Regions from separate parts of the Mus musculus genome. Here all the other regions are linked to region 2. A link is a contact called in public ChIA-PET, HiChIP or PLAC-seq and Micro-C data. All regions are on one chromosome and are shown on one strand. Each heading gives the region's core, a stretch centred on a gene start, on an enhancer-like site or on the middle of the called end of the contact. The rest is flanking DNA. Distances are from core to core; before and after follow the strand shown. Region 1 holds the start of Dapl1 (death associated protein-like 1). Region 2 holds the start of Pkp4 (plakophilin 4). Region 3 holds the start of Tanc1 (tetratricopeptide repeat, ankyrin repeat and coiled-coil containing 1). Region 4 has its middle 72 kb from the start of Upp2.

Region 1 (2,700 bases), core at 54-2,553, 320 kb before region 2:
CTCAGTGGGAGAGCAAGCCTGCCTTCATCTCCATCCCAATTATCCCAAAGCCCTTATCTGCAGTGTCACAGTTCATAACAATTCATTGTCATGCCAGAGGCACTGTGACATGCTTGATAGAGTCATGGTGCGCTCTGTACACAGAGCAATTAGCAATCATTAGTGACAGGGACAGGAAGTTCCCCGGTGGTATCATTCAAACTCTCATTTAAGTTTAACTTTGTGCATGAATGTACTGTAGCAAATCGGATTTTTTAGTTGGATGGGAGTGGAGGCAGCAGAAGAGAGTGGTGGCATTTCTTTTTATCCATGCAATATATGAGTTCCTCTTCCAACAACGTGCCCGTTCGCTCCCAGACTCGTTTGCATCAAAACCTTTAAAATTTTAACATTAAAAACTGCTGAATCCAACTACAAGTGTGGAATGTCCGTAGACTGGCAAAGCAGACCGGCCATGGTGTGTAGAACGAGCCGGAAGACTCTGATTCTACTGGGCTGCCTTCTAGAAAGCTCTGGGTCTGTATCAGATCCTTGCCCTTTGCAAAGCCTGTGCCTGTCCTACCTGCCAGCAGCTAAGAGGCCTCCGCCTCCTCTTAGACCTGACAAAGAATTATACAAATAACTGGATTTGTAAATGGAGACAGGCAAGGACAAAGCAGCCAGGCTTTTGAGATGCCAGGGGAGAGGGATAGCAGTTGGAAGAATGTAAAACTGACTAAAAGTAGGCCTGTTCATGCTAGTCAAGCTATGTAAACATAGGCTTAGTTGCAGGAGAACCACTTTCTAGAGTCCACAGAGTTGACGTCAATAGCATGGATTTAAAAAAAAAAAAAAGGAAGGCTCTCTAGTTGTTAGAGCCCCTGCAGACAATGGGTGCTTATTAAAACCTGCTCCTCAGTTTATGGGTTGAGAGCATTGCCCAAGCCCAAAGACTCAAGAAGCAGAAACGGGGTACTGCTGTTCTCTTCATGGAAGTCAGTATGAGGTCAGCTAACCATGGGCATCTTGGAGAAAGGTAGGGCTCCCCAAGGTGGTAACCCCTAGGTGAGGGGTCACAACTAATCTACAACCATGGAGGAGCTCGGGCTGCTGGAAGTTAAAGCAACACTACTTCTGGGAGGATGGATGCCTCTCAGATGGAGTGTGGAAGCCTTTTTCGGTGGGAGCGAGGTCAGGTGGGGGAACCTACCTGCTGGGGCATACCGCCCTTTCAGCGGGGACGGCAGAACTTGTACTTCGTTTGCCATAGTGCCTGTGTGCCAGTGCCTTGCCGATGCTCTGAGGCTGAGTGCCAGTTGTAACTGGCTCATCTCACCTCACTAAGGCTTTATAGCTTCAGGGGGCGGGGCCCCTTGAGGGCATTGCTGAGCAACAACCAGGCTCATCATTAAGCTGCCCTGGAACCTGAGTCTCTTTGGCAAGCCTTCTCTTCTTTCGTTAGCCTGGGAAAGCCAGGTAGATGTTTACAGGACAGAGTGAGGTCTGAGGAGAGTGTAGAGAAGATCCAGTCTGGATGAATTCTTTCTTAACGTCAACGATTCTTCTCTCTGGTAAGAGCAGTGTTCCAGTGTGAGGTCCTTGTCACGTCCAGGGGTGTCACAATGGACAAGACAGAGTCTTTGCTTTAAGACATCTATAGTCTTTCTAAGAGACAATACAAGTGAGCACCTTTCCTTTCTAAGGGCTTCCCAGTGTTGAGCACTCATGCTAAGAAAAGAATTGCAGGTGTGGACAGAGACTTCTGTGCAAGTATAGTAATTATGTATTTCTTTTCTTTCTTATATTGTTTTATTTGTTTTAAAACAGGGCTCTTAAGAACTGAGCCACCTTTCCAGTCCTTTTGACTTCATTTCGAGACAGGGTCCTGTTAAGTTTCTCAAGCCAGCCCCAAACTTAGTCTTTTTGTCTCCACCTCCTCAGAGTTAGAATTATATGTACCTGTCATCACATCTACTATAAATATTCACCAAGCAGAGGCTTAGCTAAATTAAGATGTGATCAAGAGAATGCTGTGTAGTGCATATTCCAAATCATGTTTCAACTAATACTCATTGATGCAGAAATATCGGTGGTAATATAGTGAAATGGTAACCAATAGATGCAACTTTTTGCTAAGAACGTATGAGTTAAAGCATATTGCTGTACCTCCAGGGCCAACATTTAGCAGACAGTACTTGGACAAACTGTTCTTCCATCAAAAACTGCCCTTCGACTAGGCGTGACAGTATATGCCTTTAATCCCAGCACTTGGGAGGCAGAGGCAGGTGGATCTCTGTGAGTTCGAGGCCAGTCTGGCCTATGTAGAGAGACCCTGTCTCAAAAACAAACAAAACAAAACAAACAAACAAAACCCCTAAATGTTAATGATGATGTTAGAGCAATAGGAGCTTTTATACATGGTTATGAGAATACAAAAAAAGTAAAATGTTAGAAGTCAATTCAACATACTTAGCACATATTGTGCAACCAATAATCAAATTGCAGGGAATTCTAAGAGAAATAAAAACTTTTATACACAGAACCCTGTGTACAGATGTCTAGAGTACTTCTCTTCAAGAGTGAAAGAAGTTAAACACAACCCCAGAGCCCATTAAATGCAGAGTAGACAAACAGCTTGTGTTACATGCACACAACAACATACAACTCAGGAGTAGGAATGCTCTGTACAGAGGAACCCCAAAGACACTATGCAATATTAAG
Region 2 (2,700 bases), core at 152-2,651:
CTGGTTAAAAAAAAAAAAAAAAAAAAAAACCACGCACTATCCAAATCTTGCAAAAGCAAACTTGCCAAGAGCCTTCTGCAACGATCAATAATAACCTTGGGTACACTGACACCTAAATTCACGGTCCTGGAGACCAATGCAGCAAAAAATCCAGAACCATAGGCTGGAGCCCCAAGAAAACTACCGCGCTTCCCTCTCCACCGCCCTCTGCCGCAGGGAGAGAAGCGGAGGCAGGAGAGTGAACGAGGCTTACCAGCTCTGAAGATGCGCCGTGACCTCTGGCTACGCGGCGAGATCAGGGCCGGGAAGGCGCTAGTGCGGCCGCGGCCCGTGCGGACTCTGTCCCTGGTGCATTCCTTGCATTCCAGCACAATCTGTCGCCAGCCTACAAGCTGGCAGCGCGCGTCGCCCGTTGGACGCACACACCTGCCTATCGCGGCGCCCGGAGCAACCGCGGCGCCTCCGCTGCCCGCGCTCGCCGGGTGTCGCACTCAGTCACTATGCCGCCAAAACCCGGTCCCGCCGCTCGCCCTCTCGTTTCCCAAGGAGTAAGAGGGGACAGGGACCCACGACCCTCCGTTGGGTGCAGCTGCTCGCTCTAACTCCTGGCAGCGCGAGGAGGCAGTGCGGCGCGGGAGGGCAGCCTGGAGCCTTAAGGCTGGGGCGCCCGCTAGGGAGGAGCGTGCGGTTTGCAGCTGCAAGCTGGGAGCCCTGGACCCTCCGGGCGGTCGTCACGGGCACCAGCGCTGCTCTGGGGGCCCGGGCGACACGCCGGGCGAGCGTGGGAGGCACGGCTGGCGGTTGCTTCGGTGGAGCGAGGGACGGACACACAGACGGCCGGTCCCGGGCACGACGGCGCGCGGGAGCCTCGGGGCTCAAGTTCGAGAAGCGGTGGCGCGGTGCGGGAGGAAAAGCGGCCGCGCCGAGCTGTGCGGGGCAAAGTTGTGCGCCGCCGGGGGGAGGGGAGAGGCGGGCGGGATGGCGGAGCACGCGGCGGGGACCGAGAGATCCGAGCCAGGGAGCCGCGGGGGGCGCCTGGCCGCCGCCAGGTCCCGGCTCGACGCGCTCTGGGCAGCTAGCACCCCAGAGCCCCGAGCCCTCCCGCCAGCCCCGCGCACTTACTTTCCAGCTCAGGCGGAGGCCGTCGTCGCTCCAGGGACCAGGGACATCCACGCCGAAGGGTCGCCGCTGCGGCACCGGAGCAAACTGGCCGAAGTGCGGCAGCCTCGCCGCTGCCCTCCCCTCCCTCCCCTCCCGCCCCCTCCCCCGAAGAGGCTCTCCCACCACCCCGGTGGCGGCGGCAGCTCGCCTCTACCCCGTGCCCATAGTGCCGCCGCCGCGGCCGGCGTCCACGCGCACTCAGCCCCGGAGCCCTCTAGACTGCTCAGAGGCCGCCGCCCCGCCGCCAGCCCGCCCGCCCGCCCGGCCAGTCCCGGCACCCGGGAACGTCAGCACGCTGCCGTCCCCAGACAGGCTCCGCGCCCGCCCCATTGGGCGGAAGGAGAGGGCCGGCCCTCCCCATTGGCCCGGCCCTCATATTGAACGAGCCAATGGGAGCTGCGGTTTCAGGTCGCCATGGAGACCGATGCTGTTAAGAGCTAGAGGGCCAGGAGAAGGTGGGGAGTGAAGATGAAGGTGTCTGTAGCCTCCGGCGCGGGAGGGGGTGGGGGGAAGGAGTATTAGGGGATTCCCGGGAGAGGGCTCTGAAATCGGGCGGGTCTTGCTTTTGAGTATTGCCAAGACTCTGCATGGTAGGGCTTGTCCCCAGCGTCAAAGGCAGAAACAACTGAGCCCCCGGACTTCTACTTTACATTGAAAGCTCAGGAGTGGGCGTTTCATTTTTCCTGCATCTGGGGAGCATGCGAGGCTATATGCATTTTGACCTTTGAGATCTGTGCAGCCCGGTGAGTTTCCACTCCATTCCTTAAATCTCTGCTTCTTCCTGACGTCACAGGGTCACTTGAATTCTTTCTCCAACCACTCCCCCTTCCCTGAGTCTACATTTCCTCTGATTTTTGGTTCTTCCAGCCTATAACCCCTCCCAACGAAAACAGGATTTCTTGCACGTGGTATTTTGGTAAGGAAACTGAGTGGGGTTGTACTAAAGGACCAGCCCGCAACAGAATGAGTTCTCTGCTTCCCAAAACAGCAAGTCTGATCTCTCCTCCGCCCCTCCCTCTTGGACTATGTGCTTTCTGTGCTGAGCTTGGCAGGTGCATGCTCTTCCCAGTTTGTCTGAGGCTGGAGAAGTGCCAGAATTCATCCCAATGATTTCTCAAAAAGAAAAAAATAGATTACAAATGATGGATTTTTGCTTTCTGGCAGTTTTCCAGATTAATACTAAAATCGGTAAGGAAATGATGAATTGGGACAGGGGAGCATTCGCACCCAAATCTTGACCTTTAATAATGAGTGCTCTACTTTCATTTTAAATCATTTTGTGCTAGTTTGCTCGTGCTAATTATTTTTGATGAGTGATGTTCATAATTAGATGGTAGCTATTAATCTGGAACTTTTACACATGATATTGCTTCATAACATATTTTAAAAATAGTACCACTCTAGCATATAGCCACCGATGTATTCATGTTTCTTCTTTTGGTGGCTTTGTTATTTTCATAATATCCTCTTTAGTAAAAAGAAAAAAATATTATACTATCTCCCTTCACAATAAGGGATATTAATTTTCCTTGTTATATT
Region 3 (2,700 bases), core at 156-2,655, 450 kb before region 2:
AGTCCTTTCCTGAAAGATCTTGAACCAGGAGCTAGCGGCGTCTGAACTCCTTTACAGGTTAAGACTCAGCCTGCCTTTACCTTTTAACCCGCCAGGACGCTACTCCGGGGGTCAAGTTCAAGATGAAGGTGCTCTCCTCACCACCCTGAGTTCACTCTGCAGGAAGCTGTATTACTCAGACCGGTCCCACTACTCCAGGCACAAGAATCTGGGGCTGCCAAGCCGGAGCCGAGGCAGCCTGAAGAAGACTGTCACAGCTCGGCGTCCTCCTCCCTCGGCCGCGGCACCGCGTTTCTTCTACCTGGCCATGGCCGCATTTCCTCCGGGAGCCTTTACACAATAAGTCAAGTAAGTTTTGGGAACTCCAGTCCAGAGATCTTGCTGACTGAAAACACGCTACACAATGCCCAGGGCTTCCTTCCCCGCCAGCCGTTCCGGAAAGCGGCCGCGCCGAACCCAAGGGCCCCCCCCCACACACACACACACACCCAAAAGTCCTCCAGGAAGAACCTGAATCCCCATAATGCCTCCAAAGTAACTACTCGTCGCCCAAGGACAAGGGGACTCGCAAACTTGACACGACCCTTCATTTAGCTGGCACTACTAAAAGGAAGAGAAAAAAAAAAAATCCTCAAGGTCTAATCCCAAATCATCACCCTATCACCAACACCACCAGGGAAAGAAATTGGCTTGCATCTGCGAGCCGCAGCCTGCAGGAGCGAATCACACACTTTCAGCTCACGGTGGGCGATACGATTCCCCACCCCACCCCCACCCCCGCTGAAGTTCTCCCGGGAACTTGGCGACCCGCGCGCGGCGACACTCAAGACCCCGCGGTGCCAGGCGCCCCGCCTGCACGTCCCCCTACTCCCCCCACCCAGGTGCCCGGCGCAGCCCAGGCCCTGTCTAGCCAAGGGACCGAAGAGGCGGGCAAGGGCCGGCTGGGAAAGTCCTGAGCGCCGCGTGATCCCAATGTCCCCCTAGCCCGGCTCTGCTGCAACCCGTTCCTCCGGGAGCGCAGGAAACGGCCTGCACCGACTCCCCGGCAGCGCCTAGCCCCAGGCCGGGAGCTCCGGCGTGCCTGCGCCTATTCCGGGAAAGCTCCCGCTGGGCCCGGCGGAGGAGGGGGCGTCCCGAAACTTTCCCACCAGCCTGGCTCTCGTTTCCCAGGCTGCTCTCCGGGACCCTTCCTTCCCCGCCCGCTGCGGACTCCCGGGGGCCGGCAGCGGCGCCCCGGCAGCGAGAGTTACCTGCCAGGAAAGTTTCCAGCTTTCGGCGCGGTTCCCACCCCGGGGGCCGAGCCTCAGGGCGCAGAGGGCTGGGCGCTTGGCGGCTGCGGCTCCTGCGGCTCCCGAGCCGGGCTCCCGCAGCTGCCACCGCGGAGGCAGCGCTCCGGCCCGTCCCCGCGCCTCGCTCGGCCCACACCGGGACCTCATTGGCAGCGCGAGTCCCCGCCCTTGCGCGTGTTCCGGAAGGCACCTTCCCTGTGCGCGCCCGCCGGGGCTGTGCCTCCCGCGCCCCTCCCGACCGGAGCTGCCCCGGCTCTGGGACCCGCTGGGGCGCCGCACGCCAACTTTCCTCCCGGCGCCTTCGCCCCCTCCTCACCCAGCATGTCCTCTGCGGGAAGCTAAGCTTTCCGGGAGAAGGTTGCTCCCCTGGGGCCTCGCCTGGACCCCAGTGGGACAGGATCAGAAGTGTGATTAGCCCTCTCCTCCTTTTTTTAGCCGTTTTAGAATCAGTAAAGTGGCTCGGCCTTCGGTCTGCGCTGCTCTCTGAAAGCATCCGAGGAGGACATATGGGAGCAATTAGCCAAGCTGAAGTTTCCGCGGATGCCTTAGGGTGGCTTTGTTGGCTTTTCTTCCCCTCGCTTAACTAAACACAAACAAATACACTTTCTTGTTCCAAAATGAGCTGAGAAAGATGGAAAGTGCATCTCGCCCATTGCACCTTTTTCTTTCTGGAAAGTTAAGTTGGGGTTGTTCCGGGGATCAGTGACTGCCCAGAGTCAGGGGCAGTCCTCCCTCCTCGAACTCTGTGGCTAGCAGTACTGTCTGGGCTAAGTACACTGGCCAGCGGCTAGCTTCCTTGTCAGGAGGAGGAGTCCTGGAGGAAGAACAGACAAAGATGCTATTATTAAGTAGGCTGGTGGCAGTAAATTAAACTCCCTAGTTCCCAAAATGTTTTGTTATTCCCAATAGAACAGAAGTTTGAAAATGGCCTAGGGAACTGGGAGACCTGGGTCCTCCACAACCTCCCAGGAATCCAGGCAGCCAATTTATATGTAGAAGGCTCAGCCCTCTCTATTCCCAAAAGCCCTTTGGGCCCCCTTTCTTTGCAGAAGGATCAACTAGAAATTCCAACAGGAATTGCACACAGGCCGCCCATCCGTGTAAGGAGAGTGAAGAATACAGAAGTTGCTATAAATGGGTTTATTGCCAACCCCTAACCTTTGCTGTGGCAAACCTGCCTTTAAAGACAACTGTGTTTTAAACAACTTTCCCTATAAAAACTTCAACCTCACATAGAGCTTCCCAATATAAAGATAGCTGCAAGAATGGTGTTTGCATTTAAAGTTCCTGTGAAAAGTGACAGGAAGCAAAAGGCTGCTCAATCTATCTCTCCATAATAAATAAAAGATGGTTCGAATGTGTTGGGTATTTTTCACTCGTATAGTCAAAGACCTGATTATCACTATATTTA
Region 4 (2,726 bases), core at 142-2,641, 480 kb after region 2:
GGAAAAGTGTGACCTTACTAATTTATTATCTCCATTTCTCCACCTGCCCTAAACTTAGTGGCTGGTCCCACCTAGCCCCTGCCAAACACCCTTGGCCACCTGCCTGTAGCGGAGGTCACCACCCCAGCTTTCCCTGAGAGAGATCTCACATGGTTGCTGAGTTCTTTTTGCTCCAAAGCATGGCAGAAAGCTCCTCTGTCCATCCTCATGTCTTCCTCCCCCTCTCCCTGCCCCAGGACCCTGAAGTCCCACCTGTACTTTACATCCAGCAATTGCCCCCCCCCCCGGCCTTCTTTACTGACAAACCAAGAACCAATTGGGGAACAAGACCTTTGCATAAGAACCTCCCCTTACAAGGACCCAATGCTCATATTCTCTGGAGGACACAGAATTCAGTCACTGAAACTAGGCCTTTCCTGGACAACTAAACACACTGATATACACAGCTTGAACTTCTGAGTCTCAAAAAATAGAAGAACCAAATTCCTCCTCTTTGTAAATGACCAGCCTTCAGTATTTTATTGTAGTAACATAGATGGACTAAAATTCCTGAATATGAATGACTCCCCATCAATAGATACAAAGGAAAGTTTGGATCAACTTAGCAATATAAGCTGTAAGAAGTGTGGAAAGTATATGCTCATAATATTTAATTTATTAATTGATATTTAAATAATGCATTACATAACAATGTTTTCTAGAATAATTTTGTTTTTTTCTCTAAACACTAAGTAGGCTTGGCTGGCCTCAGACTCCCAGATCTGCCTGCCTTTGCCTTATGAATGCCCTAATGTGCCTCCATACCCAGAATGCGTTTGTTTGACTCTTAATGTCACTGTCTCTTTATCACAGTGGCTATGCTATGAGCACAATATGTCAGAAACATAGAAAGACATGTTTGTGTCTGTCCATGATGTCACAATTTATTGAATAATAATAAATTCACACAGCTTAAAGGTTTCAATGACTAATTTGTCATAAGTGCTGGCACTGTGTCAGAGGTAAATACATGTTCTTTATTCCAATCTAAATTACTAATATTAACTTTCATATTACAGAGAACATACACATATAACACACACACATGCATGTGCATACGCACGTATGTATGTATCTATGTATGTATATGCATATGTATGGTTTTGAGAATGAATATAAGTTAAAGAGGTCACTGCAGGGTTCAATCAGTTTCAAGATACTGAGGCAGAAAAGTACCAAAAGAGACCTGCTGGTAGACCTGTTAGTAGAGATACTGGAGTCAGGTTTGAGAGCCAAGCTGCAAAATTTGTCTACAAGGTGAAAGGCCAAACCCAGTCTAGAGCAGGAGATGGTGGGTCAAGTCCAAGTCCAGATGCATGACAGGGCAGATACCAAGCAGCTGAGTAAGCTATGTCAACAGGAGGGGACTGAGCTGAACCAGGCAATCAAGTTGATACATCCTGTTGGGATAGGGCCCTGCCATGGCAGTATTAGGTGTCTGTCACCTTCTGGGATCTAGGAGAGGGAGTCACATCTGTCCCCATTTTGGTGTGTCTATTAAATTCTCAGGTCTGGTTTTCCTAATAAAATTCTAAAATGCCCATGTGCCTGTAGGGCTTCATGTCTGCCTCGCTGCTGCTGGGGTGCCAGAGTACATCCAGCAAGTCTCTCAAGGGAGGCAAAACACAGTCCGTTGAAGGTGAGCCTGAGAGATGGTTCAGTGGTAGAGAGCACTGGCTGCCTTTCTGGAGGACTTGGGTTTCATTCCCAGCACCCACGTGGGGGCTCACACCAGTTACAATGGATCCCGTGACCACTATGGATAGTGCATACCCATAGCACACATATATACATCAGGCGCAACACCCACACACAGAAAATAAAGAAATATTAAAATCAAACAACCAAGATTCTGAAAATGACATTACCAGTCCACACAGCTTCTGCTTCAAAGGAAACATGACTGTAAAATAATTCACTGCTGCTCTAAAGTCTAAATACAAGAAAATTAATTGTGTTTGATCTTAGAATGGCAAACTTAGTTTAAATTAAGTATGCAATCTAATGTTACTAAACATTAGTTATTAGTTGTTTTAGGCTTGGACTCCTTTAAGGCAGCATCTCCTCAGATGTCTCCTGACAGGATTTCTGGCTACAGAAAAGGGAGTTTCCTGGGGGTAGGGGGTGGGGGTGGAGATGAGAATACACATTCATGCAAAGAAATGAAAATAACCATAACTGTAGTGGTTTGAATAAGAATGACCACCCCCCCCCCCATATACTCATGTATTTGAATGCTTGTCCGATAGGGAGTGGCACTATTAGAAGGTGTGGTCTTGTTGAAGGAAGTGTGTCACTGTGGAGGTGGACTTTGAGGTCTCAGATGCTTAAGCCCAGGCTCAGTGACACGCAGCACACTACCTTCAGATCAAGATATAGAGCTTTCAGCTCCTTCTCCAGTCCCATGTCTGCCTGCTGAGCTGGGAAGGGTGATTCAGCAGATTCAAGCCAGTGAGACACATTCACGAAGACAAGGCTTCTGCCTCGTGTGTGTGTGTGTGTGTGTGTGAGAGAGAGAGAGAGAGAGAGAGAGAGAGAGAGAGAGAGAGAGAGAGAGAGAGAGATGGTTTTAATTAAGAAGTCATTCAATCATCAATCAACCTCTTGCTTTTCGGTGACCCCGATGTATTTTACATTAAGCATGCTCAGCAGTGACAGGGCAGCTGGGAGGAGGCGAAGCCTCTGTG

What was found. Hi-C and Micro-C count contacts between places; a contact is called where the count stands out from the background. ChIA-PET counts read pairs in DNA pulled down with a chosen protein or histone mark. HiChIP or PLAC-seq counts read pairs in DNA pulled down with a chosen protein or histone mark.
Region 1: a contact with region 2 is called in an RNA polymerase II ChIA-PET map of memory CD8 T cells, with 3 times the contacts expected there. The contact joins the promoter of Dapl1 here to the promoter of Pkp4 in region 2. A contact is called at or near these places in 10 of 39 promoter capture datasets (the 3T3-L1 cell line, 3T3-L1-derived adipocytes, cranial neural crest and 5 more) and 3 of 115 datasets of contacts at active chromatin or transcription factors (embryonic stem cells and memory CD8 T cells).
Region 3: a contact with region 2 is called in a Micro-C map of embryonic stem cells, with 4 times the contacts expected there. The contact joins the promoter of Tanc1 here to the promoter of Pkp4 in region 2. A contact is called at or near these places in 4 of 484 Hi-C or Micro-C datasets (CD4 T cells and embryonic stem cells) and 1 of 115 datasets of contacts at active chromatin or transcription factors (pancreatic cancer cells).
Region 4: a FOXA1 HiChIP or PLAC-seq map of pancreatic cancer cells shows a contact between it and region 2. The contact joins the enhancer-like site here to the promoter of Pkp4 in region 2. A contact is called at or near these places in 6 of 39 promoter capture datasets (cancer-associated fibroblasts, cranial neural crest, embryonic stem cells and 3 more), 4 of 484 Hi-C or Micro-C datasets (the N1E-115 cell line, cortical neurons, stem cell-derived neural progenitor cells and 1 more), 12 of 115 datasets of contacts at active chromatin or transcription factors (astrocytes, bone marrow-derived macrophages, craniofacial prominence and 7 more) and 1 of 9 other capture datasets (embryonic stem cells).

What each region holds. Positions count from the first base shown.
Region 1 is chr2:59,483,256-59,485,955 of GRCm38.p6, reverse strand. Dapl1 (death associated protein-like 1) reads right to left here and starts at 1,303. Exons shown (of 4, transcript NM_029723.3): 1 at 1,190-1,303. The coding sequence starts at 1,247.
Region 2 is chr2:59,159,551-59,162,250 of GRCm38.p6, reverse strand. It overlaps Pkp4 (plakophilin 4), which reads right to left and starts at 1,401. Exons shown (of 22, transcript NM_026361.2): 1 at 1,123-1,401. It overlaps Ccdc148 (coiled-coil domain containing 148), which reads left to right and starts at 1,568. Exons shown (of 15, transcript NM_001372501.1): 1 at 1,568-1,904.
Region 3 is chr2:59,610,747-59,613,446 of GRCm38.p6, reverse strand. Tanc1 (tetratricopeptide repeat, ankyrin repeat and coiled-coil containing 1) reads right to left here and starts at 1,405. Exons shown (of 27, transcript NM_198294.3): 1 at 1,251-1,405.
Region 4 is chr2:58,681,811-58,684,536 of GRCm38.p6, reverse strand. It overlaps a transcript of Upp2 not described here. Among named protein-coding and RNA genes, the nearest start is that of Upp2, 72 kb to the left of the region's middle. Within about 2 kb of position 1,391, at least 1 of the 459 cell types and tissues checked has an H3K27ac peak or open chromatin away from gene starts, as enhancers often do. A contact at or near this core is called in pancreatic cancer cells, where this site is marked.